Linked DNA regions of Mus musculus: region 2 is linked to region 1. The links are chromatin contacts, called in public HiChIP or PLAC-seq maps. All regions are on one chromosome and are shown on one strand. Each heading gives the region's core, a stretch centred on a gene start, on an enhancer-like site or on the middle of the called end of the contact. The rest is flanking DNA. Distances are from core to core; before and after follow the strand shown.

What was found. HiChIP or PLAC-seq counts read pairs in DNA pulled down with a chosen protein or histone mark.
Region 2: an H3K27ac HiChIP or PLAC-seq map of T-cell acute lymphoblastic leukemia shows a contact between it and region 1, with 2.0 times the contacts expected there. The contact joins two enhancer-like sites. A contact is called at or near these places in 3 of 484 Hi-C or Micro-C datasets (the HPC-7 cell line and nephron progenitors) and 3 of 115 datasets of contacts at active chromatin or transcription factors (T-cell acute lymphoblastic leukemia, a colorectal cancer cell line and regulatory T cell precursor).

What each region holds. Positions count from the first base shown.
Region 1 is chr9:86,370,135-86,375,734 of GRCm38.p6, forward strand. Ube2cbp (ubiquitin-conjugating enzyme E2C binding protein) reads right to left here. Exons shown (of 10, transcript NM_027394.2): 9 at 2,207-2,345. Among named protein-coding and RNA genes, the nearest start is that of Ube2cbp, 92 kb to the right of the region's middle. Within about 2 kb of position 3,212, at least 28 of the 459 cell types and tissues checked have an H3K27ac peak or open chromatin away from gene starts, as enhancers often do. A contact at or near this core is called in T-cell acute lymphoblastic leukemia, where this site is marked.
Region 2 is chr9:86,447,562-86,452,962 of GRCm38.p6, forward strand. Ube2cbp (ubiquitin-conjugating enzyme E2C binding protein) reads right to left here. Exons shown (of 10, transcript NM_027394.2): 2 at 4,253-4,449; 3 at 1,202-1,292. Among named protein-coding and RNA genes, the nearest start is that of Ube2cbp, 15 kb to the right of the region's middle. Within about 2 kb of position 2,245, at least 16 of the 459 cell types and tissues checked have an H3K27ac peak or open chromatin away from gene starts, as enhancers often do. A contact at or near this core is called in T-cell acute lymphoblastic leukemia, where this site is marked.

The DNA of each region.
Region 1 (5,600 bases), core at 1,962-4,461:
CAAAGATGAAATGACTAAGTAGGTGTCACAAAGATGAAATGAAGAATATGTCTCTCCAGTGCTGCCAGGAGCCTTCTCTATTTTCTCTGATGCTTTATGTGGAGTTAGGGCCTGCTGAGGGTCATTCCCAGAATGCTCCTGGAGAGAATACATCCCACATCTTTCCTGGGGTAAGGACAGGGATGGACTTCAACAGGCGTTGTTCATAAGACTCTGCAAAGTTTCTCATGTTCTGTGATGATCACTCAGCAAAGGACAGAGACCAGAAGTCAGGAGGCCATGGGAAAGACCCAGCCACTGATGCTCTGACAGATCTCAAAGCTCCTGTCATTAGAGATGCTGGGAGCACACTGATGTCACTGATGAAAGGATGCTCTTCCATGCATCTGTGTTTATATGATGCTGAGATGCCACCCTTAAAGGGTGAAGGTAAAAAAAATATCAGTTCCTTCTCTCAACTCCCTCTGCCTCTATTTAGATTATTCCTGGACTTCTAAGCTCGTTGAAACTTCTGTTCAGGTTGCTTTGTAATAAAATTATTCTCAGTTTAGATCATACATGAAAGACTATCCTATCTCCCCTAATATGGCATAAAATTCCAGAAGTAGGGACCGCCACCTGATATAAAAATCTCAAATACTCCATGAGAGACAGAAGAGAATATACTATGAATGTTGCTCTCCTGAAATGGCTGCTAAGTTGTACCTCTCTCCATAGAAAGAGATGGTCATAATCAAAGGTTTGTGCTACTCATTACAAGGACTGATTACAGAATTTTAAATCATATCTGGTTCAAGGTGGCATACAAATAAAACATTTTATATTAATGTAAAATGACAGAGTATATGTGGACACCCTGGAAGATACAGATGATAGAATCCACCTCTACCTACATTCATGTTTCTCAACTCACAATATTTCAGCATGGTGTGTATGTGTGTGTGTGTGTGTGTGTGTGTGTGTGTGTGTTGAGGAGGAGTAACGATGATGCAGCTTCAGTTTGGTCTCCAGCAGACCAGAGGTCATCTGGAGTTTCCCTCCTGCAGAAGGAGAGAGTGTGATTTAAGGTCCCTCTACATGTCTGGGATTGAAGTTGGTTAACAATAGAGAAAGAGTGATACAGAAGCCAGTGTCTGAACTTTGTGTTGGCACCCACGGTTCAGACAAAGGAAGTGACTCACAGAGACAACAGATACAACAGATCTCCAAGAAAATATGGAGTAAATTACACTGGAACACATGCTTTTGATCCATTTCCTGAATTTTCCATGTCCTGTTTGCCATGCGACAGAGAAACACTAAGTCACACTTTCTGCTCTTGGCACTGTCCTAGAATATATCAGCAACCCTTCCCAGGAACTGCCCACTCTACCTGCACTCACTTCCTGGCAGTGCGTGCCTCTCCCACCAGTGTCTGAGATCTTATGAATATTATTCTACTCTTGTAAGCCAGAGAGATGCACTCAGTTTTATTCAGTAGCTTTAGGGTCACAGCACAAGCCACTACTTAACTCTCATCCTTAGTTTCCATTTGCCACCTCATGTGACAATTTATTGGCTGCTAAGGAAGACTTATACTCCTGTCATCCAGTCTACATGAGCAGCAGGGAACTATACAAATAAATACCCAGGGCGGGGAGAAGGGCTGAGGGGGGGCTGAGGAGAGAGAATGGTCCTGAGAACATGGATTCTCCAGCCCTAGTAAACGCCCAGTCAGCATCTGCCTTCAAGCCACTGAAAATGACCCAACGGCTTTGCTCTAGAGCAGTGGTTCTCAGCCATTAGGTCATGGGGGTTGCATACATATATCCTGAATTGATATATTCATGACAATTCACAACAGTAGCAAAATTACAGTTATGAAGTAGCAGTGAAATTATTCTATGTTTGGGGGGTGCTCTATAGCATGAGGAGCTGTTTAAAAGCTGTTGTCACAGTGTTAGGAAGGCTGAGAACCTCTTGGCCAGATCTTCTTGCCACTTCTCTTGAGGAAAAGAAGACAGAGGTTAGGGCAAGACCTGGAGATGGAGCTGTGGGTCTGCCCGTGCTAGATAATGCCTGACTTCTGAGGCTTCACGTGGTCCCTCACTGAAGAGAGCATTGTGCTCCTGACTATCATTGTCATTTGAAACTTGCTCGCCATGGACTCTCTCCTGTGAATGACAAGATCTTTGAAAAACCTCTTCATTAAGGAGCTGTTTCTTACCTGGAAGGAATTCATTTGGCGAAGGGACAGAGGCAGGGAGGCATTGTTCCTGGATAGTATTAGCAGCAGCTCCAAACAGGTTGCAGAGGGCAGGGTTAAAGGGTGGACGCTGATGTCACCTTCCCAGGAGCTAGCAAGCCTGAAACACACAGATATGTTAACTTTCATAAATGCCTGGTCGGAATTATTTTAAAAACATGACATGGAGGAGAACTACATCGTGTGCGCGTGTTTATATACTGTCCTCATTATGTGAGAAGAATATATCAAAGGTAAAGATATAAACAAGGTATGGCTTGGTGGGTAAAGGAGCTTTTTGCCACGTCTGAGGACTTGAGTCTGATCCCCAGGACCCTCATGGGGAAAAGACAAAACTGAGTCTGGTGACCTTCAGTGTGTGCTTTGGCATGGGTACATACATACATACACACACACACACACACGTTCACATGCACAAAAAAAAAAAAAAACCCACAGAATAAGTTTTTTATATTCACAAGGTAAAGGTCCAAACCACTTTTATGCTGTTGCTGGCATAAAGCAGACAGAGCACTCATTTTTCAGGTAGTTACTTCATATTCAAATTACAGGAGTCATAGGATGTCCAGGCTGATGGGTGAGACCATCTGGGAGGGGTGGAGGAAGTGATGGCTAACACATTCGCTGTCTCCCATGTTGCACGGGCTCTGTTCACACAGAATGTCTTGATGACCCTTCAGCCACCTAAGCAAGAGCCGTCACTTTCATTTTATAGATGTGGAACCAATCTGCGTGTAGAGGGACTTAGGAAATGTCTGGGTCAGTGACTTTCAGACTTTTAAAGTGTTGGGATCCTTTTGTTCAAAAGTCTTGCGACAGGCCAACTGCCACACAAATAAAAGCCAAGATGCCGTTTGAAGAGGCTGAACTGGCAGGATGTTGCCCTTCATCCTTCAGAGGGGCCCTTGAAGCGGCTTTGTGGGATCTGTGGAGCCCAGTTGAAAAGTCTTTCATGTGACAGAGCAGGAAACTGAGCACCGGGCACTAGACACAGAAAGAGGCCCTGTCTGAGAGGAGGCAGACGTGGAGACAGTGGTAAGGCCGTGTCTAGAATCCTGACTTTCAAGTTCTCCAATTAAGGAGAAACCCCAGGGGACAAGGCTGAGAGGTGATACACGAACAGTACAGCTTTTGCTTCTGTCTCCTTGAGGATTTCCTGTGTGATGCCCACTAGAGCATCTCACCACCATTCTTCTAAAGAGAACAGACATACGAAACACACAGCATGCATACATTTACTTTATACATATATGTATTCTTTTGCCATTTCTATGAACTCAAGCTCTAAAAATCTAACTGTATACAGATCTGTGGTAACTGCCGTTTGAGGAGCATTGGTGGTTGAGTGCATAAGGGGACACGGACATTGTGCAGCTCAGTAGTACTTAGTTCCAGCACCAAGCAGATGATGTATTCTGCTGATCAGTTTCTGATGTGTGTGGCAGAGCAAACTCTGCCTACTGGAGGGACTAGAACAGGCGGCACCCACTTTCCTATATAAGACTGGACTTAGCACGGAAGTGTTTGAATGAATTCTGTGCTGTGGAGATTATTATTTTACATGGGTTGCTTCTGTTCTTCTTTCTGCTTTTACGCATTATATTACATTCTCAACATTTCTCTGAATTAGAGATGATGACAACGCTATCTTTTCTAAAAGTAAAACATCAATTCAGCCCAGTGGCTCAGGCTCACTCCCACCTCTCTCTTTATACCCTCCCCCAAGCCACAGAGCTAAACTTCCGGTCCTGTATAGCACTGAACTATGTACTCTGACCAGAGAGGCAGCTTCTGGGTCTAGAAAGCCCGTATTCCTTCTAGGACTTGAACTTCTCCTAAAAGATGCAGACAGTACCATCTCTCTGGAGAGACCCTGTTTGCTGTTATTTAATAGCACGTGCATATCAACTACCGCACTTACTGCACCGCCATGCCAGTACCCTTACTGGGAATGTCTTCCCATCTCACCCCCTCCAGGCTTAGGATTAGACCTGAATGCATTCCTCTTGCTTTGCAGTCTTATTTGGAAATAAAGATTAGACACTTGCCTCAAAGCTGCTGATTTTACAGACACCCTCAGTTTTGCTTTTCAGTTCTAGGGATCAAACCCAGGGCCTGTGCGTACTTAGCAAGCACTGTACCAGAGCACTACATCCTTAGTCCCACATTCAGTATTATTTGCCTTTGAAGGTATACTAGAAATGTTCTCCCCTTACAATATGTTTAGAAACCAATTTAAGCACCCAGAAGTCACACTTTGAACCTCACCAACCACAATAGGGCTCACTGAAGCTATCTGCATTCTGAAAATTAATGTATACTAAAAATATTTGCTTCAAACTTGCATCTTCTTAAAAGCCACAGGATACTTCCTTAGATTGTGACTGTCCCTTGGAGCTCTCCAGTGAGCTAACGCCTAACCCAGGCTGGTCATGAGCCTTCGGGAAGGGCATCTTGACTTAAGTGAGCACGGCGATTGGCCGAGTCCTGCTGCACTCTGAGGAAGAGCACATTCAAGGCAGGACTGCTGGCTCACCATTTTCCAGTCCCTCCTTGGCAGTAATAGTTTTGCAAGTAGAAGAGAAAACAATAAATATACAAATAAATATTTAAAGAGTTATCTGGGTTTATTATGGTTGTAAGCTCTTCTCTACGATGTGTGCTTAAAATTTATAAGTCTAGATCTTAAGTTTCTTCCATCATTTCTCCTGGGCCTGACACATCCAGACAGCAGGCTTGCTGACTGTATGTTTTGTCTCATTACCTAGAGGAGCCCTGATTGGCAGGCACTGTTTATTTCAGCAGTCAGAAGGGTCACATGATTGGCCAGCACCACATGGTGAGTGAAATGGTGGAACCAGAGGGGTCATCTTGACTTGAATCCAAAGACTACCCTGTCCCCATCACTCTACACAGTTACCTGAGTATGCTGTGCACACGGTGGTCCTCTCCACACAGAAAGAAATAGACTCTTGCAACTGATTGTGCTGATCCCTGTCTCTGTATAGCCACCTTTTCTCTACTGTACATAGAGAGCTCAGAACAGGCTCATTCTTCTATAAGAAGTTATTTTTGTCTGCCTCAAGATATTATTTTATTAAATAGAGTATTCCAAAGCTTGAATTAAAAAGGTAACCAGACACACATGGGAAAATATTCATATTAAATCAAAATATCTATATATCATGAAGAAATAGATTAGAAAACAGTATAACACAGTGGTTTTCAATCTTCCTAATGCTGAGACCCTTTCATTACAGTTCCTCAGGTTGTGGTGACCCCCCAACTATAAGATTATCTCTGTTGCTACTCTGTGACTACAATTTTGCTACTATTGTGAGTCGAAATGTAAATG
Region 2 (5,401 bases), core at 995-3,494, 76 kb after region 1:
GTGGAGTAGCCTTCAGGAAAGGGAGCTGCATTCAGGAAAGGGAGTAGCCTTCACGTTAGGGATATCCTGTAAAGATAGGATTCAGAAAACCCGGCAAAGGTATGGAACACATGCTCATGACCAGGCCCGTGTGATACCTGTAAGCTTGGCAAGGAGGGAGGAGGCTGAAATGGGAGGGAGGACCGGAGAGCTGCTGCGGTAGGCAAAGGATTCCTGGGCTCCATCCAGGAAGAACAACTGTTCTTCAGAAGACATACTCGGTGGTGGTGGGGGGGGGGGGGGTGCATCTGCACAGGGCAGAACCAGAAGCAGGCTGAGCAGGCAGAAAGCTGCTGACTAAGTGCCATTAGGTGGGGAGACAGTGGGCAAAGGCAGGTGACTTCAGCTCTAAAGGCAATGAACGGCCACAGTGGCTGATGACTCTGTATGGGGAACAGAAGACATCTACCAGGCAAAGGTCTGGCATTATAGCGCCAGGGACATTGAGAAAGGAGCAGACTTCAGAAAGGAAGCATCCCTTGCTGGTCCCAGGCACCTGACTTAGAAAAGCCATCAAAGAACACCAAATGCTTCCATTAAATACCGCTAACAGTAATGCTTTCAGCCGTCTTCCACGTGAGTCGTTGCTAGAAGCTGAAAATTCAGAGGAAGCATTTGTGCCCAAGAAACTGGAAAGCTCACTTGAGGAAGAGGGAAATGGGAATGCTGAGGAAATAGCTAAGAGTCCTTCCCTTCTCCACAGGGTAATTATGGCACATCACCAGTGCCGGTTACAAGATTAACCTAATCACCGAGAAAAGGTTAATGAGTGCTCCGTATGCTCCATCTTACACGCAGGGGAGCTAGGAAATGGGTTTTAGAAAAGCCCTGACTGAGCTAGCACAGATAACAAAGTCCTGCTGCACAGCTTCTAACAGGTAGAAACTTCACTTTCTGTGGAAACCTTCACACACCCTCAGACCAAAAGGGACACACAGGAGATCAACTCCATGGTTCTCTGCTCAGTGACGGGCCCAGCTCTTCCACCATAACCAGCTTCCTCCCTCAGACCAGACTCCCGTTCCGCTCCAGCACCACGGTGAGAGTCGGGCTTCACTTTGTTCCAAGTGACACTAAGTCGGCTCTTACTTTAAGGCCCTCCACAGTTCCCTTGGTAATTACTCCCAGAAACAGTTTAATCAGGGTTGGACACATTCCTTACCTGTCCTTTATCGTGACTTCACCACAGGACTGGCAATAAAAGGTGCAACATTCTTGGGCTTGCAAGCTTTGATTAAACACTGAAATCGGCTCTGAAGGAAATCAACAGAGTTTTAGAGGTTTGGAACAAATTATCATATTTAAAGAGTTTGCTAGCACAATAAATTACCAGCAATACACGCTGTTTACGGTTTACTCTGAAGTGTAGGCTTAATTAGAACTATCCAATGACTCAACCAGAAGCAAACACTGCCAAGTGTTTCCAAAAACAAAAGACATTTTGCTTAGAATTCCTGAGCCAGGAGCTGCCCTAGATTACCATGGAACATACTGGTGAGTTCCTTCTCTCATTCCATAAATACAGTAAATTCTATATTAACAATGAGGAGAGATGGACTTCTAACATGTAAGTTCAATCTGGCTTTCTCACTTTTTATGTTTACGGTTTATGTCCACCCCTGCCCATTACACAGTATGAGCAAGCAAAATGAATGGCTAGACGGGTCTCTGTGGAGCAGACCTAAGGAACGCAAAGCTCTGTAGAGTGTCCTCACCCAAGAGCAAAATGCAGTGTCTGCTGAAGCTGTGGGAGATGGGTGTGAGAGGGAGGGGAGATACTGGGTGCTATGGGAACACATGGACTTCCCACACAGCTGCAGTGGATAGCTGTTCCCCTCATTCCTGATGTCTCATTTGTAAATGAAGGTAAGTTTTATGTAAAAAAAAATACTGTATTACTAGTCTATAAAAAAACCTAATTGAATTAATGAAGTCCTAGTTATTAGAAGCGAAGAATAGAATCCACTTGCTGTTCTTTTGTGTGTAGTTTAAGATGCTTTTCAGATGCCAGAAAGTTTAAGTCCTGGCAATTAAAAAACTCTGCAGTTAATCTCTAAGTGTCTACACAAATCCCTGCTGCACGGAGGTTAAATAAACAGTATTATTCTCTAATGCGGAGCATCGATAACGAGGACCTAGGTGAGCCCTCCAACGGGCTAGCCAGAATGAATCCGTTTCCAGTGGAACACTGCCCTCTGCTGGCCACTGGGTCGTGTGGCATCCTGGATAAGCATTGCTGCTGGGAAAGATGTATCCCCAGGTCAAATTCCACACACAAGAGGTCACCACTTCACCTACACTAACCTCCAAACGGTGTAGTGTGCCAGGGTGATGTGTATCATGATTGCTCCGGAAAGCGTGGTCTTACAGCTGAAAACGCAACGCTTGAAAACCCTGAGACATAATTAATGCTAAAAATTTCAAGTTACTTCCTACAATATTTAGATTCCAGTGCACACCAGTATTCACCTACCTGATTGTCATTCATGCAGCAAATGCTTAGCCCCCACCTATTATGCAAAAAGCACTAAAGCAATCAAAGATGGAGGAACCTGCTTTACACAGATCTTCATGCACCAGAGAACAGGCTTTGAAAGTTCCCTTTTCAGGTATTTGAACAAAATGTTTCAAAAAACACAAAGAAATAGTCCAACAAACACAAACAATACACAAACCAGCACACAGCAGTGGATTTATTTTGTCCATGGTTAGAATATTAAATGTTGCTCATTAACTGAAAATGTTGAAAATAATTCAGTTGCAGACTATGATTAGGCAACAAACCCAAATTCTATGTCCCTGAGGGTCTCCATCAGAGTCCCAGGGAACAAGGTGGCTCTCGTGCCTGCCTTCTGCCAGTTTCCAAACTCAACAGGAAGTTCCTGCGTGCTGTGGGGGAGCTGGGGGAGAGGAACAATTTTTGTTTACTTTTTCCTTTTCAGGATTCAATGTCATTCCAGGTGTTTATCAGATGTCACTTAAGCATGTCAGGACATCTCTTTTTCCTGTTCCTTGTTTCTAAAATTGTTTCTGCATACTTTAGCCATTCACTAATTCAGAAATTAGCAAAATTACCCTTAGGCCAGAAAAAGAAAAAAAAAAGAGTAACATCCCCCCCCCCCTCCCCAACCACCCCCATCTTCTCTTGTCTTTCCAAAGCCAGGGGATAGCTTCATGTCTCTTACAGGCTTTTTGGGACAATCCTGTTGTCCCCACCTCTAGACTCTACATAGTTCTGATAAAGTACCTACAGATGGCTCAACAATAAGGTCTCAGGGTGTCATAGACACAAGCAAAGCCTTTCTCTGACACGAAGCATCAACACGGTTCCTTCCAATGCTGTCTGCCTTGTCTATTATAGCACATTGTAAGAAATGCAATGAGCAGAATTTAAAAAAAAAAAAAAAAAGTCATGAGAGCTTACAAAAAGAAAAGGTTTACTACCTAATTGCATCGAGATGCATTTTGAGTTTGTATACAACCACAATCCAACCACAACAATATTATATTATGTCTCTACTTGTACTGTTCCATCTAAAATGGTCTCTTCATAGCCGGGATAATGTCTACTGCTCAAACTGTCACGCCCTCAGGGTGGCCTTCACGAAACTCAGTCACTCCCCACAGCATTACTCTGTTACTGTGCCCACAGCATTGTGCTGTTTCCAACTTAATTATCTGCTCAGCATCTGTTGTTCCCGCCCACTAGGACACACACTCCACATTACCAGACAGCTATGTGGCTTGTGGGCATCTGTGTTTCCAGCACCCATATCAAACGGCTCACACACACCTCGTAGAAGCTAACCTGTCTGCTGAATGAAAACATATCTATGCAGTGTTTTAAAACCAACCAGGTTTCATACAACAGCTTTATAATTTTATCCTCATATCCGTGAGCCGGACATTTATGGTTAAAGAAACGAACTGGGCAGTTTGGGGGAAATCTCTGCACCTTCTGCTCAAATTTGCGACAAGGCTAAACATCCCCTAAAAATTAAAGCGCATTTTTAAACATACTGTTAAAAGAAAGACATGAAGGTTTGAGAAAGGAGAGTGATACAGCACACAGCACACAGCTGCTAACTGGCAGAACTGTTCCAGACCCTGGAATCTCTCGACCCCTCCAGGTCATTGATTGCCTAACTTTTCACCTGGGAAAAGTTCAACTAAAAAAACGTCAAAGCCCTCCAGGAGTGCCGCTCCTACTCACGTGGGCTGGATTCAGCCTGGACCCGCAAGCGCAGATGTAAACCATCGCCACTGATATACTGCAGCCCGCCACACGAGGAAGGTACAAGTCTGACCCCTGCTGGAAGTCGGATCTCGGTGCAGCCGTCAGGGGTTCTCACCAAAAGAGAGGTGGGCGTTATGGAAATGTCCAGGTGCATCCCTCCTTCATCTGGCCCACTGATGACACAAAATAAAAGCCAAGTGACGACTTCTCTCTGATGAAAGGCAAAGCTTACAAAATCCAAACCTTAACCCAGCATAGAGACCCTAAAATCCTTGTCCCAGGAAAACAGAAACAGACCCTGGGAGACAAGCTGGACTAGGTTAGATCAGGCAGGGCTTGCAGCCATCACCACGTGAGATTCCCAGGTCATGTTTTTAACTCTTGCTTCTGAGAACAGCATTAAAGTCAGAAAATCAAAGTACTGCTTAGCCGGTAATCAAGATTGTCATAAAAAGTCACAGATGTCAGCAAGGTTTCTGTAAAAAGTCAGAGAGTAAATATTTCCTGAGTTCTCCACCAGCCTAGGACCCACAGTGAGAACTTATCTCAAACAACAACAAACGCCCCAAACAACAGAAAAAAAAAAAAAGCCAGTTCTTAGTTCACAGGCTGTGCCAAAAGAAGCCATGAGATAGCTTGGTGTCCACCTTGCTACTGCAGTATTTTTGAAGCACAGTTGGCACCTAGAAATGTCCCCCCAAAACACCACTGGTAACCTGAGCCCCCACTGCCCCTGCTTCTGCCCCTGCTTCGGATGGCTAATCTTCTCAGTTGTGAAAAATTCAACCACTTACACAGAGCTGACTAAAGTGCACACACACTGTCAGCATTGCACATAACACCCAAAACATCGGGTTGTGTGTCTACAGTCCTCAACTGTACTGCTTAGGAGATCTCAGCGCGGGAGGAAAGTTTACACACACATTCAACACAGATGTAAGTTTTCTTGTGTTGATTTTTCAGCTGAACTTGTAAATCTGACTGGCTGTTCCATGAACCACACGGTCTCCATAAGATGATGTGTAGGAAGGCAGCTGGGGGGGGGGGTCTCCTTCTGCTTGCATCTCACTCATCTTAGTGGTTCCATCCTCAAGATCTCTTAGAGGCCCTGCCTCCGAACAACAC